2 separate regions of the Pan troglodytes genome follow, and region 1 is linked to region 2. The links are chromatin contacts, called in public Hi-C maps. All regions are on one chromosome and are shown on one strand. Each heading gives the region's core, a stretch centred on a gene start, on an enhancer-like site or on the middle of the called end of the contact. The rest is flanking DNA. Distances are from core to core; before and after follow the strand shown.

Region 1 (6,702 bases), core at 2,276-4,775, 200 kb after region 2:
GTGGCAGTGGGAGCCTGTAGTCCCAGCTACTCGGGAGGCTGAGGCAGGAGAATGGCATGAACCTGGGAGGCAGAGATTGCAGTGAGCCGAGATCCCACCACTGCACTCCGGCCTGGGCGACAGAGTGAGACTCTGTCTCAAAAAAAAAAAAAAAAAAAAGAAAGAAAGGTAATTTGCAGTGGTTAACACCCTCCCCAACATGCACACACACACATATGCATTACAAAACACAGCAGGGAAAGGCTAGGGAATGGGTCTGAGAGCAACAGGCAAATGCCCCAGTGTGTGAGGTGCATGTTCAAGCCTACATGTGACGTGAATGTTCAAGAATACGCGTGTGTATTATATCAGCTTCAAAGGTGTGTCGGCAGTGTGCATGTGTGTGTTTTAGTGTGACCGTTCAAGGATATGCATGTATCAGACAGAGAACAAGCTTTATACCTGTGTGTGATAGGAACAAACACCCAAGTGTTTGTGTGTGATGCGAACATTCAAGACTATGTGTATGTGTGATGAGAATATTTAAAGCTCTTGGGATACGTGTGTGTGTGCTGTGAATATTCAGGAGGTGTATATGTGATGTGAATGTTCACAGCTGTGTGATGTGATGTTCATCCAAGGTGTGTGTGTGTGTGTGTGTGTGAAAGAGAGTGTGTGACAGAGAGTGTGTGTGTGACAGAGTGTGTGTGTGACAGAGAGAGTGTGTGTGACAGAGAGAGAGTGTGTGTGTGTATGTGTGTGTGTGAGAGAGAGAGAAACTGGTGAGAAGACATAGGGATGGAAGAACAGAGTGTACAGAAATGTTCCCTATATCCATAGAAGGAAATGTGGCCATTTGTCTTCGCTGGGGACAGAAATGCATACTAAACTTTTCAGGCTCACACGCGCATAAAGAATGGCTAAGAGAATGGTGTTCAAAGACAGCTGTGCGTGAGGTGGGACTATAAGAAACATAAAATTTGCCCTAATAAACAGACTTTTTCATCCAAATGAGTTTCAAAGTAGCCACCTTAAAAAGTTAAATTTTTACTGTATTGATGCAGCCATGGCCCAGTAAAATTTTGGGGTCTGCTTTCACAGTCCATCTTGCGCCCAACAAATAGTCTACAATCATTACTCATCATCACATATTCTTATTGGCTCAGGCTAGAATGACCCAACTTAATCACTTAATCATTCATCATTCCCATTGTTGGCTTAAGAACTTCTCCAAAACCCAAATCTCTCTCTTTAAAAAAAAAAAAAAAAAAGGGAATTTGTCCCCCTTGAGGCTAAGCTTCCCTTGCATGTACGCATTAAAATACAAGCTTCATTGCTTGATAATTAGCTGTTGTGGATGGCAGTGTGCAGGGAGCTACAGAAACTACTGGGAACCAAAGGAATACTGTGGAGTCTACAGAATTCCATCATACACACATTTAACTTTTATAAATTCGAACTATTACAGCAAGAATTTTAAAGGTGAGACAAATAATACTGTAAACAGTGCAAGTATTTTCATCCACTATTTTCTTCCATGGGCTCCTGCTCTGGAGTTAGCCTCGGATGGATGAGGCAACTCCATCTAGGACCTCGAATGTCTGTCTTTGTGCAAACATCTCATATTTGGTGTAATTCAGAATCCTCTTCATATTCTCCCAACCCGCTCCATTCAAGCCTCTAAGGGATGGGGCACAGACCTGCAGTCAACGGCCCTTCAAGGACAGGGATAGGAATCTTAGTATTTTATACATCATGGCCCCGAAACACAAGCCAACTGGTTAATCTTGTGCTCCTCCAAATAAATCATGATTGGTTCCACCTCTAGAAGAAACACTGGCCATGTTAGATTCCCGGAGAGACCTGGCCAGTCACCAATGTGTTACCTTTCTAAAGGATATTTCCATGGTAACTTTAGTCATAGATGATTTGTGACCTATACAGTGACTTTAGAATCCAGCCCTCAGGTTAGATGTGATTCTGCACAAGGCATCATGGAACTCATTCTCTTGCCTTCAGACAAAACTACTCTTAAGCTGTCTTGGACAGTTAAGAACCTAAAACACTGTAAAATAATTCCCATATGCACTGCCCTCCAGCCCCACAGAGCTTCTTCCAGGCCTCTCTGGGCTTTGTGCACGTGATTCCTACTCTCTTCTATTCCCTGGCTCTCTCCCCTCTATTCTGAGGCCTGCTCTGAGGCCCTCACAGGGTTGGTGCACAGCACAGCTCCCTTTGGCTTGTTGACAGGCAGGGTTCCCCCACCACCCTCAGCACTAAACTGAGGATGTTGGCCAAGAGTATTTTGGTCTCCATTTTATTCCCAGTGCTTGGCTGTAAAGCAACCTCCTCCACAAATATTTGTTGAAGGGTTAACTGGGATGTTTCAAGAATTCTCTTTATTTGAGGTTTTTCCTTGTCATCAAGATTTACCGTCTTGTAGAAAATGTGGTGAGGTGATTGACAAAGAAACTGAAAAAGACTAATCTATTGGACTACTCAGAACTGACCTTATTTTTAATGGCATTTGTTCTTGTTTTATTTTTAATACTCATGGAGATTCTTACCCACTGTTACCAATTAGCTTTCCCAAATTGTGCTTTAACTGTTGATTTTTGTACTAAGAAGTAGCATCTTCAAATAAAAACTCACTTTAATATTTAATAATCCTAAATGTCAAGGAACTCTTCCCATGTGTAACTTCTCAAAATTCCTACTGTTGCATTTTAAAGCTTGCTTACTTCCTCTAATTCAGACCAAGATGACTAATGGACATCCTCTGTGTAAGTAATATACACACTCAAAAACCATGACTCTCACCATTCCCTTCTCCAAGTTCAAATAATTCCAATCCCTTCAGCCTCACTGTTCTCCATGTCAATCCTCTTCATATTCTCACAAATCACCCCAGTTCAGGCTTTCCAAGGGGTCCATGAGCCTGCAGTAGATTGCCCCTCCATGACCAGTTCAGGAATTCCATGATACAAAGGCAGGGGTCCAGGCAGCATGGGACAATGGATGGCTTTAGAATCACATAGCTCTGGGTTCAAATCCTGGCTCTACCAAGCATTGACTGAGACCTTCACAGGGTCTCCTCCCCTCTCCAAGCTTGTCTATGGATCTAAAAATGCCACACAAGACCAACGTAATTCTTAGGTGAGTCAGATTATGTTGTGGACATGCAGGCCTAGCACAAGGCTACATGAAGTGGTCCTAACACATGGCAGTCTGGGTGCCCTCCCCTCCCAAGGGCATGGTGTCCATCTGTGGCACTCCCTGGAGCTGATGCATGGGGGTGGATGGCCATGAGTGCCCCACATCTGTCCTGGTTGGCTGTCAGCAAGCTTCTGGCTGCTGCTTAACCCCAGGAGACTGGGTGCTGGGGACTCTGCTCAGCCTGAGATAAGAAGCTTCTCCAAGGGCAGCAGCCTAAGGCCAGGCAGGTTTCCAGAAGGTTTCCAGGTTTCGTGAAGGTTTCCAGAGACAGCCTACTTCTGGAAGAGCAGATGCCAGGCAAACCCTGCCACCTTGTGGTGCTCATGCGTATGAGCCCACTCCAGCTGTCATAAAGCCCCGCCTTCCACTCTGGGCTGCCATCTGGTTTCTCGGTCTGGGGATATCCTCTCTCTCCTTTTCTCAGCCTGATCTACCCCAAGGCTTTCTGACCTGGAGGTGTGTCCCAAACCCCTTAGGCCCAGGGTGTTCTCAACTTTGTCTATTAGCCCTGTCATTCCCAAAAGCCCTAGCCTCAGTGCCCTCATCTGACTACATTAGGACAGTTTTCCCCTACTGGGCCAAAGGAGAAACTGGGAGTCTCTCTCCCCCACCCACCTTAGCCACTCAGCAGCTACTTGGGGCCTGGTATCTGACACTCGGGCAATCAATGCTCTGTTTGTACTGCCAAAGCCTCTGAATAAAACCTGGGGCCAGCTTCTCAGGCCCACTTCAGAGTGGCTTAGTAGGGTAGCTGGGATGTATGCGTGCACATGTGCACCTATGTCTTGCTCTAGGCTAGTAAGACCCTCCCTGGCAGTGCCTATCTCCTGACTTGCAGGGGACCTTCCAGCCCCAGCCCCTCAGCTACAGCAGTGATTCAGCTATCTGGATCTATCCCTGAGCCTTTAACAGCACCTATTCCGACCACAGAGAGAACACTTTCCTCCTTCGCTTCCTGTTTTAAGCACCAAAATGCCAAGACAGGTGAAAGGCGACTGATAGCCTAAAGTAACTGGCCATAATCCAGGCCCGATGTGCTTCTAGAAAATAAAGCGGAGAAGGGTAGGGGCTGAGGCTACCCTGAGATTTCAGGCAAACAGGCTTTATCTTGCTATGTGTGTTTGAAGCTTAGCGATCTGTGAGCTTTCAATAATTGGGTTGCTGACCTTTCAGCGGCACTCCTTTTCCCCTGTTGGGGTAATAGAACGGGTCAGCAAATCCTTTCTGTTTTTAGTGCCCATAAGCCTGTGCCTAACAGTGGCTCTGGATTTCCTGGCCCAGGGTGGGACAGAGCTAACATGCCCAACCAGCTGGATGAGGCTGGCTATGGGACTTACCTGCCATACAACCATTGTGTGTGGCATTAATGGATGGAAACCATTAATGTCCAAGTTACTCACATCCCTCTCCAAATAGGTCAGAAATGCTTGGTTGCCACAATGTATAACTTAGAAAAGGTGAGAATGGGAGTTGTAAAAGCTAAAGATGTTACAGCTAAATGAAGGAGCAGAATTCAGGAGCCTAAGTATGTTGGAAGGAGGGAAACATTCGCTGAGTGTTTATAACAAGCCACACGTGGTGCTAAGTACTCTCACATAACTTACCACATTACCTGAGAAGAAGTATCATCTTCATTTTATAGATGAGAAAGGTAAAGTTAAGAAAGGTTAAGAACTACCTTTGTATACAGGTCTAGGTTTGAATTCTGGCCCCACTTCTTACTAGGAAGTAACTCAAAGTAAGCTAACTAACTTGAGTTTATTTCTCATGTATAAAATAGGGATAAAGATGCCTGCCCTGCTGGTTTAAATAACAACGTAGCTTGTAAGTAAGGGCACTCACAAGGCTCTTGGCACTCAGGAGTCACTACGCTGTCATCAACAGTAACAGTAACTTAACTGAGGTCATAAAAACTCAAATCCAGGTTTTCTGACCCCAAGTCCAGTGCTCATGGGGAAAGGAGCTAATCTGCACATAGTTTCTGAAGTCCAGTAGGTACGGATGAACATTCGTAACCCCAAAATCCAAAAGGCTCCAAACTCCAAAACTTTTTGAGGGCCTCAATGACACCACAGGTGGAAAACTCCACACATCAAGTACTTAACACAAATTTGGTTTCATGCACAAAATTATTTAAAATATTGTATAAAATTACCTTCGGGTAATCTGTGTATAAGATGTATATAAAACATAAATGAATTTCATGTTTAGATTTGGGTCCCATTCCCAAGATATCTCATTATGTATAATGCAAATATCCCAAAATCCAAAAAAACCTGAAATCTGAAAACACTTCTGCTCCCAAGCATTTCAGATAAGGGATATTCGACCTGTATAGGAGCCAGATTAACAACTAATTATCCTATAAATTGTTAAGTGTAGAAGCACATACAAGGCATAGAAATGGCCCAGCAGGAAGTAACCCTTGAAAATAAGTTACCAGGAAAACAAGTTTGTAAGCAGGGCAGTATTTTCTCTGTAGAACCCGCAAAGGTGAAAGCCAGGAGACCAGAAATCATTTGGGAAAACAATGACCAAGAGGCGAAGGCTAAACCTTAACAACTGAAGGATCCTTTCAGTGAACTGGGTGGTCTGTTGTACATGTTACACACACACACACACACAGAGGCATTTCTCTTCTTAGGTTGTACAAACACACTTCAAACTGGAACTCCTAATCCCCACAGCACCACACACATTACGCTGTCCTCCCACACTGAGAACATCGCATCTTATTTTGTTCCCTGGCAATCTTCCCCCAAAGGATACACTAGAAACAATTTTTTGGTCATGTTTGGCAGCCGGTAGAAGATTCAAGCTGGCACTCAGCAAATATAGTTATTTATACTATAATGCTAAAAATCTTGCATTCTGCAATATCACACTCCAAAAATAACAGAAAAGGGGGTTGGGGCAGACCACTCAAAACCTATGGAATTCTGTAACCAGAGCAATAACAAAAGAGAATGAAGCCTAATGATGATGCTAATGCAGTACCCCCACCACCTGTACACCAATCCCCAGCAGCCTTAAATCCTGGGGCTTATACTGCTTCCTGAGATGTAGGTCCTTTGATATGTAATCTTAGCAGAGATGCATTCCATCAAAATTAAAACTGTGATCCAGGACAGGGCCTTCTTCATCAATTTTTTAAAACAAGGTGGGTGAGGTGTCTTCACAGCTTCTTCCATTCCACTCACAGTTTCCCCTGAGAGCTGAACATCATGGAAAGGCTAGCAGTGCTTCTAGAAGTTACTAAACCAGCCCCTACTTGCAATAAAGGAAGGCGCTTCTAGAAAATTTTCAGCTTTTTTCTTAAGCTATTCAATCTTGTCCCTGATCATTTAAAAATATTAATGTTCTGCAGAAAAATCTAACATAATTTTGGGTCATTCTGACACCATTTATCTATTTCCCAATTGCACATATGCTATTTCTCACCAAAAAAACAATGTTGTTACAGACATGCATGGTCATGAAAATAGTCACTTCACTCTGGTGATTCCT
Region 2 (7,495 bases), core at 2,910-5,409:
CCTGGGGCAGGGGGTCTTGGCTCTGGAGCCACCAATAGCCTTTCCTTGGTGGAAAACCCCAGGGCCTCAGGAGACCAAGGGCCCCAGGTTTGATCCTGGAAGTATCTTTCTGTGGGGCTGTAACTACTCCTGCTTCCAAATCTCATGTCAACAGCCCCTCACATTTCTGCCCACCTCTCTCAGACCTAGTCCTAATCCTGGGGTTCTGAGCACCAAACTGTGCCTACCAAGAGTGAGCCCCATGATGCCTTTGGGGCCTGGCTCATACCCTGCCGGGTCATTGTCAAGGCTGGGTCTCCCCTTGATCCTTAGAAAGAATGAGACTCAGGAGCCAACATGACGGCCAAAGCCCCGAATGATCCTTCAGCCAGCCAGAAGAGGGCCTTCAGGGAGGGCCATGGAAATGAAGGGACCAGAGAGCTGCCAAATGCCAGGGACCCTGTGGCGGCTCAGAGTGAGACCCAGCTGGCGACTCAGAGTCCCAGCTAAGAGCCCGTGGTCTTTGCAAGCCAAGGTAGCCAGCCCCAAGCATACCTGGTCCAGCCACGCCATCCTCTCCCGCTTCATCTTCTTTCTAACAGCTAAAGACCATACCATTCCAACCCAGCCCCAGGTAGGCCTGGCCTAGCAAAGCGGCCCAGACAGTCCACCATGGCCACCACCCTCCTGCCTTTGTGACGTCACAGCCTGGTTGGGTGTGGCTGCGCATGGACCCTTCCAGGCTCCATGAGGTTCCTGTGTATCAACAGCTGCAAAGGCAAAGGGATTGGCCTCCTGGGCAGAAAGGGGCCAAAAGGGAGGGCCCTTTGGAGGAGCGTGGCTCTGGTGAGGGGTGGAGGTGAGACCCACACTTATGCTCTGATGCCTTGCAACTGATTTCCTCCAGATACAAACAGGGCAGCTGAATGGGGAGATGGCCTCCCCCATCAGAGGCAGTTCCCAGCCAGCTTCCTTGGATGGCCACACAGGAATCACTCCACACACCATCCCTGAGAAGCAGAACCACAGGGAAACCTCTTGTCCCTCTGGAAACTCAGGTACAATCAGTTCAGCACTTGAAGGAAGGATCTCGAAACATTACAGCCCGAAGAACAAGAGGGTGAAACTGTGGAGGCCTCAGCATCTTCTACCCAGAGTGTGCCCAAGCTATACCCTGGGGCATCCACCAGCATCAAGAGCTTCAGGCCAATGGGAAGCTAGGGGACCTCTTGGTCCCATTTCCTTGGTAACATCAGAAATCTGAAGAACAACTCTCCAGCAAGGCACGGGCTTCAACTGAAGCCCTCTTCCCAAGTCATACTAAAACAAGAACCGACCCCAGCCGAGGGTGCTCCTCTCTGCCCACACATCCCTCTTCCAGCCTGCTCCATATGCAGCCCCACACAGTGGGGGTTCCTGTTGGGGTTGTGTGTCTGGGGCAAGTGACCTTACCACCCCAAGCCTCCATTTCCTCAGAAGTCAAACAGGGATGGGGATGCTGACTTTCTGGGGTGAGCGTGACTCCCCGCCCTCTCTCCAGCCCTCTGGCTCTGGAGTGGAAATCTGGGCTCTTCTCGAGCTCAGTCAATACCAGCCATAGATATAACAGGGCACTGGGGAGAAGATGGGGCAAGGAGAGGTCATTCGACCCATGACCTCTGACCCTCCCCCACCTGCCACTGGCACAGCTCCTGTGGGAATCCAGTTCCCTTGTTCTTTGGTGTTGGGTCGATTTAGAGAAAGGAGTCCTGATGGCCTCTCAGAATCCAAGTCCTGAAACAAGAATGGGGACACACACAGAGGGGCTCCAGATCCACTCCCTGCTCACTATCCTCCCAGACGCCCTCCTGAGGCCCTCCAGTACCAAAGAGGGCAAGAGGCCACCCCCAGTCCCCTCCCATCACAGACCTTTCTGGCAGCCTAGAAAGGCTAACCCAACTCTTCCCTATGAAACTGCTTCCCTGAGCATCATTTTCAGAGGAGCAACACCTCTGTGTGGCTATAAAGAGCCTACGTGATTGTGACCATCCCTGCCTCCCACTGGCTTTCTACAGACAGACACATCCTTGGAGCAGCACACTGGATGCAGCTCACCCATTCCCAGAGACCCAGGCTGGGTACCAGGGGCCCCTTCTTCCAACCCTTGGCCCACCCCTGGCAATCTCTAGGTCAGGCTTCTGAGCACCAAGACTGGCTGCTCAGCTCCCACCTTCACCAGCACCCTACTACCCACATCCACCCCCTACACACATACAGCTCCAGCAATGCACTTCCAAGTCTGAGTTTCCCTAACAGTCTCACTCTGAACCCTTCTCCCTGCATCCTTGGGAATGCTGGAAGCCTGTGGCCTGCAGTCGGGGAGAGGCACAGTTGGGTCTGTCCTGTTCCTCCTGCCCTCCCTGCTGACCCCCGCCCCTTGGCTGTTTGTCTTGTCATCTCTGGCCGGGTTGAAGAGGGTAAGGGGGTGAACAGCAGAGCTGAGATATGGGTCAAGCTTGTCTCCTGGGCCAGGAGTCAGAGACATCTCCTGGGCTATCCATTTCCCTCAAACTGTCAGCTGCGAGAGCGCAAGCAGAAGCTCCATTAAGCCGAGAGGGCTGGTGGGCTTTCCAGAGAGCAGGACTGCAATTCCTCCAGGCTTTGCAGCCCCATGGCCCTGGGCTGAAGCAAGGGGAGGTGCTCCCAGAGCAGCACCAAAGGCAGGTCCGGCCCCCTTAAGTCCGTCGAAGGGGTAAAGAGCCACCCAAAATGCCTTCCTCCAGACCTTGGCCAGGACCTCAGCACAAACCCTTCTCAGCTGCCTACCCGTTGCTGAGGGTCCCCAAGGGCTGGAAGCCTTGGGGGAAAAGAGGTGAGAATTATCCTCTGAGCAATTCCAGTACGGTCCACACCCTTCTCCAGGGTGGTAGGTTAGGAAGGGGTCACCTGGCCGAGGTCAACGAAAGAAAAGAGGAGCAGACTCTCCGGTCCCCAGCCCTCGATCTGTCCTCTCCTTTGCGTCTGCTGCCATCCCCACCAAAGAAAAATAGCAAGGAGAAAAGAGCAGGCCAGCACTGGTCTCCCTCGGAGGGGGCAGAACCAAGCAAAAGCCAGCCAGAGTTGAATGTTCCAAATGAACCGATCCGCACGATCACACAAGAAACCCCTCTCCTCAAAACACACGCCCTCTCCTCTCCCTGCTCCATCCTGACTCGGAATTATTCCGAGCAGTTATCAAAGCCCAAACTGGGAAGGGATCTGTAGGCGCCCAGATGCAGATGAGGGTGGCAAAGGGGGTGTCTCGGAAATGCCCAAAATGGGGCTGGAGAGGGCGGGCTGCAGGAGGGGAAGGGAAGAGGTAGGCGTCCATGACGGCCTCCACACGTCCAAAGTCTCCCCGCGAGCAGCCAGCTCGCAACTTGTTTACTTGTCAGCATGTTTTACTGTTTCCAAATGGAAATAGTTAAACACCTCGGCTGGATCGCGAGCAGTCCCTATCTGTCACCTTCCCTGCCGGCTAAGCGCTGTCGCCGCTGCCACCGCTGCTGCCGCCTCTGCCAAAGAATCGAACCTCGTCTACTTTATTCCACTTGAGCGTGGCCAAACTGTTGCTATTTAGTGGGGAGCAAAAAAAACAATTTGCACCATCGAAACGAGCCAGCAACTGGTTGGGGGGCGGGCGGTAGCTGGGCCCCGCGTGCCCTCGGCGGCCAGGGTCCTCTCCGGGGAGAGGCACACACACGCATCGCCGGATCGCGCCTCGCCAGGGCCGGAGTCACCTGGAATGCGCAGCCGGAGAGCATCTCCCGAGCCAGAGCGAGCCTGACGCGCGCCCAGCGGGCGGCGGGCAGCGGCGAGCTGGGGCGGGCGGAGGGCCGGCTCCCGGCCGCGGGCGGGCAGGAGGGAGACGCGGAGCGCGGGGGAGGCAGGCTGGGGAGCGGCCGCCTGACTTACATGGAAGTGATATTCCTTGAGATGTCCGTGATGTTGATGCTGGCGTTCCCATTGCTGTTCCCTGAATCCTGCCCTTCCAGGAGGGGGAAGAGGTTCCCATCGTCCGGCCGCCGGCAATTGATCTCAGTCTTGCTGCAGACACAATTTGCAGGGCAAGCCAGCACGGAGCCCACATAGTCCAGCCAGACGCTTCCCAGCAAGAAAATCCGCCAGAAACTACACTTGGCTGGGCAAAGAGAGACATCCATCTCCGATCGCTGCTTCTAAAAAAGAGGAGGAGGAGAGGAGAGGGGGGTGGGGTGGGGGGAGTGGGGAGAGCAGGGGGGGAAGGAAACAAAGACGGCGAGGGAGGGGAGAAGGGGGAGGGGGGGCCTCTGCCTTTGAAACGCCGAGTGATCAGATGCAAAATCCTTCAGCGTCTGAAACCATCGCGGCCGCCGCCGCCGCCGCCGCCGCCGCCGCCGCCGCCGCCGCCGCCGGGTGGGAGCCGCGAGGAGCGCCTAGTGGCGCGGTCTGCCGGGCATGGTGGCCGGCTCGGCGATCGCTGACTCGCCGGGTCCGGGGGCTCTGGAAGCGAGGCGCGCTCTCCGACTCCGAGACTTTGCAGGGTTGCAACAGACGGTGGGGAGGCAAAAAAAAAAAAAAAAAAGGAAAAGGAAAAAATGGTGCTAAAGTCACCAAGTCCCACCTACTGGGCAGAATTAAAACGGACACACCACACACCTGCAAAACACACACACTCACACACTCTCACACATACACACACCCGGAGCCCGATGAAAGGAAGAGAAGGAAGATGCAGTAGGAGCTGCAGCAGCCGCCGCGAATGGCTCGCCGCGCGGCTGCAGAAATGTACAAGTGCTCCGAGCCTTACGAAACGCACGGGTTATCGGAGCGTCTTCCTCGGCTCCCTCCCTCCCTTCCTCCCTCCCTCCTCCCCTCCCTCGTCGCGGCCTCCTCCCCCCGCCCCCCGCCCGGGCTGGGAGCGGCAGGAGAGCGGAATCTCCCCCTCCCTCCCCTCCCCACACCCGTCTCTCTCCCCGCCCGTCCTCTCCCTCCTCCCCACCCACCCACCCACCCACTCGCCGGCTCGCGGCTGTAGCCGGCACCGCCACCCGCAGCCTCGCGGCAGCCCGCCCGCTCCACGCCTCGCAGCGCGGCGCCCGCTAGCCGCAGCCCGGGGGAAACCGAGACCGAAGGGAAAAAGTTGCAGTTGAGATTGCGAGGGTCGGGGCTGGGGAGGGAGAGTTGGCGAGCTGGCTGCACGACACGGAAAGGCGCTCTCCTTTCCACTTTTTGGCCCTCGCGCTACCCGGTTTTGCTGCAATCCGGACCGCGGTAGGAAGTGAAATGAACGTGGCGGAGGTGATTGGGGAGTGCTCCCAAGCCTTGGGTGGGGGGCGCTCCCAAGCCTGGGTGGGTGGGGGGCGCAGGCTCACGGACGGCGACGGGGGGTGCCGGAGCGCACAGACACCCCAGAGAAGCACCCAGAGCCGGGGACCGGGACCGCAGACGCGCAGTCCTTGGTCTGAATGACACTCATTTCCGTAATCTAGAGTCTGGGGCGCTGGTCTTGGCTGGGAGGGGACTGCGGGACATGGCACGCTAGGTGCCCCCCGTGCCCGCTGCGCTTTCTTGGAGGTGGGTTTTGCATTCGGCCTTGAGCAGGCATGGATCGGGGAAGGAAGAAACAAGGGTCGAAAGGGCTGCGCTGGAGAGCCGAGGTGGCCCCGGGCGAGCTGTGCGTGCAAGAGAAATGGCCGGGGGAAATTGAGATGCAAGGGGCATATTTTGGCAAGCGCCACGCCAGCACCGTCAGAGGCCGGCTTCTTGGGCTCAGCTCTCGGGTGCGCTGAACTGGCTGCCGGGTGAGGGGCGGGCGGGCTGCTTTCTCCGGATTCGGGGGCGCAGAACCTCCTCCTTCCCTCCCACACAAGCACCCCTTCCTGGTAGGGACGCAAAGCAGGTGCAGCTTTCGACGAGAGCTCAGATCTCATCCGGGAAAGAAGTGTGTGGGGGGGGTCCCCGCTTTTGCGCTGGTAGGGATTTTTTTCTTAATAAAACATAAAGATGCCAAGTGTGAGCTGTTTGCTGAAAAAAAAAAAAAAAAAAAAACGAGCATTCGCTGTGGGAAAGGAGAAGAAAGGGTTAGGGGAGTCCGAGCAGGCAGACACACTACAGCATTCACACGCAGAAGAAAGCAGGGTTCTCCTTCCCGAGCTTGGATGAGGGCAGGCGAGGAAGCAAAATACATTGAATTCAATTCAACTGCATCCAGTATCTGAAAGGAGTCTCCCCCGCCCCCCGTGGATTCCGATGCAGGTCATGCAACTTGCAGGCAAGATGGGGGAAGGGGTATGCCGGTGTCACCGCCTGCCCCAGGCGCAACCACGAACAGGCCGGTCGCCTTCGGGTGGCACTGTCGCTTGGAGTAAAAACTTGGACGAAAAAAATGGAAGAAAAGAACATGCCTATAAAAGGCAGTTTTCCCGACTTCCCGTCACATTCCACCTTCCCTTGGCCTCAGGGAGATTTTTACCCCCGTCGCCATTATGGCCTTGTCTCCAGACTGGCATTTTGCCCTCCCACCAGCAGGAGGGGACAGAGTGTGAAGACCTCCTTGGACTCTCAAACCACTTGCTACTGGCCCTAGGCCAATCCTGGGTGTCCTTAGGCCACTGGGAATTTCCCTGTCACTTCAAGTGCCATTCTGGGATTGGCTTTAGAATATCTGAGAGTCAGGGAAACTGAGGTGTAGTCAGATCCTAACACTTGGCCTCTCTTGGGAGGTGGCAGGTGGCAGCAGAGAAACACAGCCTCTCTCAGACCACTCCTGGGCAGGGAACGCCAAGTGGATTCAGCCCAGCATCAGTGCTCCAGCCTGGAACTGAAATGGTTGTGTCCAAAAGATGCCCAGCCCACTTTTTTGAGAGAGAGAGAGAGAAAGAAAGAGAGAGAGAGAGGATTTTTAACATGTCAAGCAGAGAAGAAGAGACATCCATAAGTTAGAACAACAAAAACAACAACAAAAAAAACCTTTAAAAACCCCTCTGGATTTGGTAAAAATGCAGATTGTGGAGCAAGGGGCCCTGATGGGCAAGAAGTCTTTCATCCTGACAGTAAAATGGGATTAAGATGGGGTGCTACATTTATGCTCACACTCTGGGCCTGAGCAGGAAGCGACAGCTGAAAAAGAGGGAAGCCCTTTCAAAAGCAGGTGACACATGGACACATAGAGGGGACAATGCACATGAGGGTCTACCAGAGGGTAGAAGGTGGGAGGAGGGAGAGGATCAGGAAAAATAACTCATGGATACCAGGCTTAATACCTGGGTGATGAAATAATCTGTACGACAAACCCCATGACACATGTCTACCTGTATAACAAAGCTGCACATCCTACACACGTACCCCTGAACTTAAAGGTTTAAAAAAAAAAAAAAGCAGGTGATAGACTAGTGTGGCGAAGAGCAGAATTTCATTTCTAACCACAGGGAAATGACAAGCTTTCTGGGACTCCGCTTTCCCATCTGTAAAATGACCACGTTAAGACCAGATCCTCAAAACCCAAAGTGTGGCCCTC

The links. A called contact is a pair of places that touch in the nucleus more often than the background predicts.
Region 1: a contact with region 2 is called in a Hi-C map of induced pluripotent stem cells, with 3 times the contacts expected there. The contact joins the enhancer-like site here to the promoter of NTRK3 in region 2. A contact is called at or near these places in 4 of 7 Hi-C or Micro-C datasets (blood, induced pluripotent stem cells and stem cell-derived neural progenitor cells) and 1 of 1 datasets of contacts at active chromatin or transcription factors (stem cell-derived excitatory neurons).

What each region holds. Positions count from the first base shown.
Region 1 is chr16:80,245,181-80,251,882 of NHGRI_mPanTro3-v2.0_pri, forward strand. No RefSeq gene overlaps it. Among named protein-coding and RNA genes, the nearest start is that of MRPS11, 12 kb to the right of the region's middle. Within about 2 kb of position 3,526, at least 5 of the 24 cell types and tissues checked have an H3K27ac peak or open chromatin away from gene starts, as enhancers often do. A contact at or near this core is called in induced pluripotent stem cells, where this site is marked.
Region 2 is chr16:80,046,057-80,053,551 of NHGRI_mPanTro3-v2.0_pri, forward strand. NTRK3 (neurotrophic receptor tyrosine kinase 3) reads right to left here and starts at 4,160. Exons shown (of 17, transcript NM_001034123.1): 1 at 3,913-4,160. The coding sequence starts at 4,160. It overlaps LOC134808576 (5E5 antigen-like), which reads right to left and starts at 5,455. Exons shown (of 4, transcript XM_063795453.1): 1 at 5,352-5,455; 2 at 4,995-5,146; 3 at 4,679-4,891; 4 at 4,309-4,511. The coding sequence starts at 5,455. The coding sequence ends at 4,309. LOC107968414 (a long non-coding RNA gene) reads left to right here and starts at 742. Exons shown (of 4, transcript XR_001709561.3): 1 at 742-1,490.